3 separate regions of the Mus musculus genome follow, and regions 1 and 3 are each linked to region 2. The links are chromatin contacts, called in public HiChIP or PLAC-seq and Micro-C maps. All regions are on one chromosome and are shown on one strand. The core of a region is the stretch at or near the end of the contact, and the rest is flanking DNA. Distances in the headings are between cores, read along the strand shown. Region 1 has its middle 150 kb from the start of Gm41533. Region 2 holds the start of Rgmb (repulsive guidance molecule family member B). Region 3 has its middle 70 kb from the start of Gm41533.

Region 1 (3,038 bases), core at 267-2,766, 220 kb after region 2:
CTTTGCTCAAGACCAATGGTTCTCAGCCTTTCTTTCTAACACTGTGACCCTTTAATACAGTTCCTCATGTTGTAGTGACCCCCCCCAACATAAAATTATTTCATTGCAACTACATAACTATGATTCTCCTACTGTTATGAATTGTAATATAAAAATATCTGATATTCAGGGTATCTGATATATGACCACAACAGGGCTGTGACTCACAGGTTGAGAACCACTGCTTTGTAGACAAATCAAGGGACTGCCATTTTAAAGAAGCTTTGGGTCTGCCACTTAGCTGATCTGTTTCTGACCCAGGGTGGTTTACTTATGCAATTAATTCACTAATTTATTTGAAAAATTGACACCAGATTTAAATTTAAGTGGATCTATTTTATATATTGGGGGTCACCATAAAGACGTTAAAAGTACATATAAAAATGCCTAGGCTTTCTCAATTGGGCAACTCCCTGTGAGTTCTTCATAGAAGGTTCTGAGAGAGATGATATACAGATTTGTTAGAGAGAATACTCGCACTGTCATCTAGATGAGCATTTCTAAAAAATGCGGACTGATACAATCAATGCTCTTCACATTAGCAAAACACAAATTAATGGATCGTAAATTCAGAGTATCCACATCAGAAGGTGAACTATACAAATAAGAAAAAATATGCATTTCTAACAGTACACAGGGGTTATTAGACTACACTATGCATTGTGGGAAACTCTGGTCTAGCAGAGAGGTTCCCACTCCCTCTAAGTAGACATTGAAAAGAAGAAAAAATGTGTTATAGCATAAGGTAGAATGGAGGCCACAGGTGCCCTTGATTGGTTGGTAAGGTACACACAGGCATGAGGAGACCCTAAGATACAGAGCCGGAAGATTCTGAGCTGTAAAATGCAGAGCCAGATTATTTTTAATGTTTAAGACACCCTAGTAGTGAGTACTAAAAAAAAAAAAAAAAAAAAAAAAAAAGGACTCATGATTTGAAATATAGGAGGAAAATAAACCCTGGTAGTTAATTTGACACAGAGAAAAACCTGTCAGAAAATAAAGGGTGATGCATCAATAATTATATTAGAGAGGAAAAGGTATAAAAGACTTTTTCATTAGTCTTGCCAGACCTAAATATACTGCACTCTGTGCTAATGCATTTGCAATGTAGGTTATTTTACTTGGAAATATTCTTTACTTATGGCATAAAGGTAAGAGACACTGTTATGTGGGAGTCTAAGAAAGGTAACTTTGTTCAAAACATGTAAACAATTTGTGCTCAGTCTCCCAGACTTCAGCAACTACAGATGATGGTCTTTGTGCCAAAGGTAAGGTGAACAGATAAACATTTTGAACACATTTTCTGGGTACCATCAGTCCTAAAGGGGAGTTCTGATTTACAGTCAACAGTTTCAACAAGTGACCCTTGGCAGAAGGGGTCTGCTTTTTCAGCTGGCGTTGTTGCTGAAGTTCAGAGGAATTGCTCATCTGTCTCTATTTCAGGCATCTGGCAAAGGGAAAACTCCTTCAGCGCTCTCCATCCCACTAACTGCTTGCAGATGCCTTCTTCCCTCTGGAGCATCTGCTACTTATCTCAGGCTATTTTCCCTGCTGTGTTTGGAAAAGTTTCCCTCTCCAGCTTTCATTTTATAAGCCTACTATTGTTGCTGTCATCGTGTTTGGGGACATCAACAGATGTGCCTGGTGTTAACCTCAAGAGATAGGCCAAATTCAGTCTCAAAGCAGAAGCGGCAACTCATTTTTAAAAAGGAAATGGAATTATGAATAAGTCTTAAAACCCCGACTGATTCATAATTATATAATATATTCAGGATATGATTCATGGGCCTCAAATAAACAGTCATCAATAATTTTATGATGTGTTTTTTTAAAGGTCTTAGAAACAATACAGAGCCACAGAATTTCTGAATAGTTACTAGCTGGTGTGTGGTGCACACATATATGATAATGCTATTTATAATTTCTTAAGTGAATATCCTTGTTTCACCCTTTACAGTCCTTGACAGTTTCTGTGTTTTGCTATATACTCAAATATCTGGGTTATTTTGGGGGGACATTTCTTCATTTCCATAAAAAACAGACATATAGCCCTAATATATTTATTCCCGCTCCTTCATTTGCCTTTAAGAGCACATGAAGGGTTTTAAGCATGTATAAAGACATTTCTTACTTCTAGTCAATCAGATAAATGGGGCACTTACTTGTGGATTTGAACATTAATGTATTTATTTAAAAGTAGGGTTACTAGTGTCATTAAAATTGTGATTTTGAATTGATTAATGCCCAGTGAAAATTTCTCTTATATAAAGTGCTATTTAGACACCAAGGATGAGTGTTCTATCCAATTGCAATTCTTTCTTTCAAAAGTGGAATGCATGGAGGGGTTGTGATTAGCTAGTAGTCTTCTCTTTTTTGTTTTAATTTTGAGACCTTAAAGTCTATAAACAATAAAAGAATAAGATGGAATATGTATCATAATATTAAGTAAACATACTTTCACTAGGTTTTAAAAAGACATTATTATAGATTTAACCAAACTTCTCTAGAAGTACCTACTATTCTCAGACAACTTCTGAATTTATATGCTTGGCTCCCAGTCCATTTCTATGTGTGTTTTTATACACATGTAGTATATATGTATATAATACAACAATTTTGAAAACAACAGCAAAAATTCTCTATATTCACAAAATATCTTTTTTTCTGTTCTTGTGGAAAGGGGTAGTCATACATTTTCTATGATAAAGAAATTGAAAATCTAAATATTAAGTTATATATAGTCATTATTATCTTCATAATCTTGAATAAAAACATGCCTGATAGTCAGAGGGACATCTGTCCATCTTTCTTTGTGACTTCCCATTAGATGCGAAGATTTGTGGGCTTGGGCTGTTGCTTGGGTGTAGACCAGAGGAAAAAGGATAGAGGCCAGGCACACTCAAGAGTGTTGTCAGGGAAACAAAACTATCATGTTCTTTGTGAAAATTAGACAAAATGGTTTTCAGCTACAGCTTGAGAAAACACTTTTGCTATCTCTG
Region 2 (3,247 bases), core at 667-3,166:
TTTAATTAGGAAAAAAAGTGAGATGACTGGAAACTTGAGCAACCCCCAAATCCACCTTGTGTCTTGCCATCTGCATTCTTTCTCTCTTCCCCTTTGTTTTCGAGGAGTGGTGAGAACAGAACAGTGCATCTAAGAGACCCAGCAAAGCATACTACACCATGGGCATGCAATTGGGTAATTAAAACGGATGCCAGAAACGTTAATAGATTCTAAACATGATGCAGTTTCATTTCCCAAATCCTTACATAGTGTCTTAACTGTTCCCCAGGTACTGTATCTCCAAACCCAGAAACCTAACATGAGGGTCTCTGCTTAACAGCTCACCCAGGACAGAGAAGTCTGCAATAAGCTATTTGTGTAACCCATTCCGGAGTAAGGGCTCCCCTGCTGCTCGTTGCTCCACAGTGTTTGAAAATAAGGGGCTGGAATAGCCCAGAGTCCAGCAGCATGTAGCGCCTGGCTTGTACTTACATCATTGTTAACCCTTCTGCACCTGGAAGGGGCTCAGCGGGATCAGGATGCCCCCGAGCTCCGGAACACGCAGGACCTAGGTGTAAGAGAAGAGCCCCAGGGCTCCGTGTGAGCGCTGAGCCCCTGGAGAAAGAGAGAGAGACCACGGAGAGTGCAAGGGGTTGCATCCCCGGCCCCTTGATCCCTAACAGACTCCAGTAGGGCTCGCTTCTGGCTCTCAGGGCTAGAAGCGGCAGGTGCAAAAAGCATTTGGGAGCCGCTTGCCAGTGCTTGGAGGTAATGTGCTTCCTGTCCATTTATCTCAGGAAACCAGCACAGCCTTCCCTTCGAAACAAAATTAACCTCTCATTAGCCAGCCACTCACTCCCAAGAAGGCCTTAAAAGCTTTACCCTCTCACTAATGTATTTAGGCTTTTCTTCCAGGCAAACGAAGCCGAGGCTGTACTAACATCAGCCCCAGGGGTTCCTATGGGCTCCCTCAGGAGCCAGCCAGCCTTTCACCAGTCTAGTTTGGGAAATTGGCCAACACAGGATCCCAGTTTGTAGAAGCAGTCCGACCCAACACCCCTGAACGAACTTCACACCACCCCCGCCCCCACGATAAGTTTGTCTCTGTTTTCTTGGGCTCCTCTCACATTAAAGCTTCAGCTCCATTACCCCCGAGGAATGGGGAAGGGAATGGGGAAACTTCAGTGGCCAGCTGTTCCCAGGTCATAGGAGGCGACTGTCCCTTAGGGGAAGCGTCTACGGAAAGCTGGGGGTTGGGGAGCAGCCTTCCTTAGACTCTAGTCGGTTCCAGGCATTGCAAATTAAACGTGGCCAGGAGCTTTTGGAACGCCAGGGCTTTCTCACCCTGGACCCCACAGCCCGGAGCCTGGCAGATTTATACCACACAGGTGGACCAAGACCTAAACAAAACAGTCCCGGCCGCTGCCTGCTATTCGCCCCCCCCCCACCGTCCTCCGGGCCCACCGCAAACTTCAACAAAATAAACAACTCACCACAGGCATTCCCTTGTCTGCAGCGCGACGCTTGCCAGCTGGGAAAATAAGCCGCAAGCCACGCGGCCGGGGCGCAGGAGGGAGGCCACGCCGCGCCCGCCACTCTGCCCCAGGTGGGCGGCAGGCGGGCGGCTCCACCCGGGGGCCGCTCTCCAGATGCCGGTTCCCGAGTGAGCTCCGGGGCAGTGCTTGCACCCTGCCAGCCAGCGGGGCCTCTCTGTCACCTAGGCGGAGAGGGCGGGGAGACAGGTCCCTCTCCCCAACTTCCTCCAAACTGTTCTCTTCCCACCCCTGCCCCACGGCCACAGAGGCAGACAACCTCTGCAGCGCCGGTCCCCAGTCCACCGCTCTACCCTACTGTCCTGCTGGAGACCCGACGGCAGGGAGCGTGGTACGCCTCTCCCCGTTTCCAGGTCCTGCTCTCTCCTCTCCCGCGGTCCTACACACCGGCTTGCACAAAGGCGCCTTTCACGCCGCCAGCGCCGCCCTCTGCGCCGCCCTCCGGGCCCGCAGCGCTGCCTTTACCCACCCGGCTCATCACGGTCCTGCTGCGGGCTCTGCCTGTTGTCAGCCGGACGCGTGCGGTGTTCGCACTCCGCGCCGCCACGACGGCAACAGACCCCCCTCCCCTCGATTTTTCTCCTCGCTTTTTATAGCTGTCCATCAGTGCCCTCAAAAGCACGTCCCTCCAACTATCCTCTAGGGTCTTCCTACTGCGTGTAACTGTGAAGGAGGTGACAGGGATGGTCCTCTGGACGTGTGCGAGCACAAGAGGGTTATCGTTCCTGTCCACCTGAGGTGCCAATATGACTTGGCTTCACGTCGAGAGAAAGGGTAGAAAGAAACCCCTTAGACCCAAATGAGAAAGTGTATTGTAAAAGAACTGGCTCAGGAAATGTTTCAGGACGACGTCCTTTGCATCCCGTGGAAGGAGATGGGGGAGGGGAGATCGAGCTATGTTCTCCAGGGTGATTCTTTTTTTTTTTTTTTTAATAATACAAAGTAAATTATGATTTTATTGTGAAATTCTCATAGATGGAAAATTAAATTGAATATTTATTCTGTCCATTTTTCAATTTACAATAATCTTACCACTTATTTTTGTACCATGTATTTCAATTGTCTGTTTAGTGAAAAATAAACCTGTAATTTCTGGCTTATTTTTAGTTTAATATTTTATCATTAAAGACCTCCAGGGTGATTCTTGAGCTTCATAGATAGTTAGCGGCAGCTCACTCATTCTAGAACAAGAGTGCGGTTTTGTTTTGTTTTCTTTAGTTAAGACAAAACTCTAAGCATCTGGGCTCAGGTAGTTAGTTAATCCTTATCCTCCCCAGATCGCCTTCTCTCCACTAACCTTTACCTGCAGTTTCTCCATCTAACGGTAGGGGCAGCATAGGGTAGTATAAAAAAGGGCGGGACTTCGAGGGTTTAACTTCTGAACCTTGGGTTCACTATCAAGAAAAATGTGGAAGGTTGAGGACTCAGAACTCCCAGGTTCAGAAATTCAATAACAAAAGACCCCTCGTCATATTCCCTGTCTGGATTTTTGCATTTCATTTTCCGTTATCTTCTCTAAATACCAATCAAATTGGGGAGAAAACCAAACCAAACCAAACCAAACCAAACCAAACAAAAATACCTTGAGTCCGTTTAAGGTGTCTGTAAGATACACTGGAACCTGCTCTATTTGGTATTGAGAACAACAACAACAACAACAACAACAACAACAACAACAAAAGGTGGCGGTGGTGGTGTTGGGCTCAGTTAGTGGT
Region 3 (3,047 bases), core at 39-2,538, 150 kb after region 2:
CCTGGTTTATCAGAGAAATGGTGAAAAGTAACACAGCTTCCAATTGTGGTCTAAAGTGATGAGAAACTGTGTGAATGTCTGTGCCCCCCCTAGTTATACTTACTAATTGAGAAACATACATTTTTCTGTTGCCGCCTTGTACATGCAAGGCAAGCATTTGTCTACTGAGCTACACCTCTAGTCTGGAGACGCTTCCTTTTGGACAGACATATGGATGCTAGACAAAAGTGTATCAGAATAATGGTGGGACTCCACACATCTTTCTGTGAATCAAAAAGAAGGTCTTTGTGGAGCTGAGTTTAACAAGTACAAGTTATATTACTAACCCTAGCCAGTCATGAATATAGCTACTTTGATATAACTTCTGGTTTTGAAAGTTTGACTAATGGATCTGTTAGCCCTATGCACTGGATAGATAAATAGGAAAAATCCTAAAACAGAAGGAAAATCATATCTGATTTATTTGTTCTGAAAACTTTGTGAAGAGCACTCATCTAAATAGTGAAGGGGGGAGGTATTTGTTCATAGTGACACTGCAACTCTGGTCTTTACATTTAATTCAAGGTAAAAATTAAAACACTGGACTAAGATGATCTGGGGGGAGAGGTGAGGTGGGGGAGGGACTTGGAGGGGAGGGAGGGGAAACGGTGGTTGGATGTAATGTATGAGAGAGGACTAAAAGTTAAAAACGAAAAGAGACAAAATCCATCGGACTAAATAATTTCTTTAAACTTGATCTCGATCTAGCACCAAAATTTTATATTCTGCTTCCCTCATTTTGTTACATGCTCAAGTTAAAATTAAAGTGTAAGGAGGACAACCTAAAATTCTCTTTAATACCTTTGCAATCTGGTTTGCTTGTTTGTTTTTGTTTTTTGAGAGAGAGAGTCTATATGTGGCCCTGGCTGGTTTGGAACTCACTGAGAGCTGTTGCCTCTGTCTTTCAAATGCTAGGATTAAAGGTTTGGTACTCTCAGCCTTGAGACCATTTTGGATCCCCACATCATGTATAATTTTAATGTTCTTTGTCTACAGAAGCCTCAGTAACTTGTCTGAAAGATTTAATGAATAGCACGACATACCCCAATTACTTAGCACAATGCCTGGACTAGGGAACATATCCAGCAGGTGCTGTTTCTAATGGTAAAAATGATTTTTCTTTCTCATGTGTCTTCCCAGCGTAATGCTTTTCTGTCTTCATGGAGATCTGCCAGTCTATTAGGCTGCTCAGCAACACTGACTTAACTTGCTAATAAACTGGAACGTCCCACCTGCTCCCAGCTGTCCCCAAGGGGCCTGGTGAAGTAGAAACACAGCTGAACAGGCTCAGCGACTGCTGACTGATTTGCAAACCCTCAGCTTTCGTGTTGGTCACACATATATTCACACTTAAATGAAATATGTCTTTGTGCAAGAGCAAAAAAGCGTGAGTAAGCCAGCAGTGTGGCTTACATATGCTTTTATGCCTTTTAAGCTCCCTCCAATTTCTATTTAAATCTAGGAAGAGCATTCATTTGTGACTCTGTATATTATTAGGAAAAGGCTGAGTGTGGTCCCAGCAATGCTGAGGGAGCCCGGGGTGACTGGGTGTAAATGTTTGGCTGGGAAGTCAGCAGAGCAGGAACATACGTGTTTGCCAACTCACACTCTTTCTTTCCATGTTGCTCTTTGACAGGGTGGGTTAAGATTTGTGAATTTCATTAAGAATTTTCTGTCACTGCTTGCTATTTGAAATTTTGTATTAGTAAGAATATTTATATTTTGGCAAGCTATAAAATATTCTAAAAAGATTCTAGACAAATCTAAAATATTTGCTGAAGTACTTTTTCAAAGTAAAATGAACCAAACCCAGGTGTTTTAGCTATGGTTATTTTTCTTATTATGTGAATATTGAAATGCACATAGAGTATAGTATATAAATGTGCTTGCATATATGTGTATATTCCTTCTCTCTCCAGGAAGGGGCTCACATTTTCAGCATTTTTCCTTTTATTGTCTTGCTAGGATGACAACACATGTATTTATCCTGTCAAAATGTAAGAGTCATGAGGAACGACCTCATCAATCCAATCTTTGCTTATCTCCAGTGCTTGAAACGCTATTTTATTTATTTATTTATTTATTTATTTATTTATTTATTTATTTATAGTTTTTATTTATTATTATTATTTTAAATATTTTTATTAGGTATTTTCCACATTTACATTTCCAATTCTAACCCAAAAGTCCCCCATACCCCCCCCCCCACTCCCCTACCCACCCACTCCCACTTTTTGGCCCTGGCATTCCCCTGTACTGGGGCATATAAAGTTTGCATGTCCAATGGTCCTCTCTTTCCAGTGATGGCCGACTAGGCCATCTTTTGATACATATGCAGTTAGAGTCAAGAGCTCAGGGGTACTGGTTAGTTCATATTGTTGTTCCACCTATAGGGTTGCAGATCTCTTTAGCTCCTTGGTTACTTTCTCTAGCTCCTCCATTGGGAGCCCTGTGATCCATCCAATAGGTGACTGTGAGCATCTACTTCTGTGTTTGCTAGGCCCCGGCCTAGTCTCACAAGAGACAGCTATATCAGGGTCCTTTCAGCAAAATCTTGCTAGTGTGTGCAATGGTGTCAGCGTTTGGAAGCTGATTATGGGATGGATTCCCGGATATGGCAGTCTCTAGATGGTCCATCCTTTCGTCACAGCTCCAAACATTGTCTCTGTAACTCCTTCCATGGGTGTTTTGTTCCCAATTCTAAGAAGGGGCAAAGTGTCCACACTTTGGTCTTCATTCTTCTTGAGTTTCATGTGTTTTACAAGTTGTATCTTATATCTTGGGTATTCTAAGTTTCTGGGCTAATACCCACTTATCAGTGAGTACATATCATTTGAGTTCTTTTGTGATTGGGTTACCTCACTCAGGATGATGCCCCCCAGGTCCATCCATTTGCCTAGGAGTTTCATAAATTCATTCTTTTTAATAGCTGAGTAGTACTCCATTGTGTAAATATACCACATTTTCTGTATCCACTCCTCTGTTGAGGGGCATCTGGATTCTTTCCA

The links. Hi-C and Micro-C count contacts between places; a contact is called where the count stands out from the background. HiChIP or PLAC-seq counts read pairs in DNA pulled down with a chosen protein or histone mark.
Region 1: a contact with region 2 is called in a Micro-C map of muscle stem cells, with 3 times the contacts expected there. The contact joins the enhancer-like site here to the promoter of Rgmb in region 2. A contact is called at or near these places in 8 of 39 promoter capture datasets (the 3T3-L1 cell line, cancer-associated fibroblasts, cranial neural crest and 4 more), 14 of 484 Hi-C or Micro-C datasets (adipose-derived mesenchymal stem cells, embryonic fibroblasts, epidermal suprabasal cells and 5 more), 11 of 115 datasets of contacts at active chromatin or transcription factors (the NIH/3T3 cell line, craniofacial prominence, embryonic forebrain and 8 more) and 3 of 9 other capture datasets (adipose tissue, embryonic stem cells and pancreatic islet).
Region 3: an H3K4me3 HiChIP or PLAC-seq map of embryonic forebrain shows a contact between it and region 2, with 4 times the contacts expected there. The contact joins the enhancer-like site here to the promoter of Rgmb in region 2. A contact is called at or near these places in 4 of 39 promoter capture datasets (the 3T3-L1 cell line, embryonic stem cells and hippocampal neurons), 8 of 484 Hi-C or Micro-C datasets (cortical neurons, embryonic fibroblasts, muscle stem cells and 5 more), 15 of 115 datasets of contacts at active chromatin or transcription factors (craniofacial prominence, differentiating embryonic stem cells, embryonic basal ganglia and 9 more) and 2 of 9 other capture datasets (adipose tissue and pancreatic islet).

The regions. Positions count from the first base shown.
Region 1 is chr17:16,053,190-16,056,227 of GRCm38.p6, forward strand. No RefSeq gene overlaps it. Among named protein-coding and RNA genes, the nearest start is that of Gm41533, 150 kb to the left of the region's middle. Within about 2 kb of position 1,517, at least 33 of the 459 cell types and tissues checked have an H3K27ac peak or open chromatin away from gene starts, as enhancers often do. A contact at or near this core is called in the NIH/3T3 cell line, adipose tissue, cancer-associated fibroblasts and 7 more, where this site is marked.
Region 2 is chr17:15,829,149-15,832,395 of GRCm38.p6, forward strand. Rgmb (repulsive guidance molecule family member B) reads right to left here and starts at 1,917. Exons shown (of 5, transcript NM_001372257.1): 1 at 1,473-1,917; 2 at 472-547. The coding sequence starts at 476.
Region 3 is chr17:15,976,288-15,979,334 of GRCm38.p6, forward strand. No RefSeq gene overlaps it. Among named protein-coding and RNA genes, the nearest start is that of Gm41533, 70 kb to the left of the region's middle. Within about 2 kb of position 1,289, at least 33 of the 459 cell types and tissues checked have an H3K27ac peak or open chromatin away from gene starts, as enhancers often do. A contact at or near this core is called in embryonic basal ganglia, embryonic forebrain, embryonic limb bud and 4 more, where this site is marked.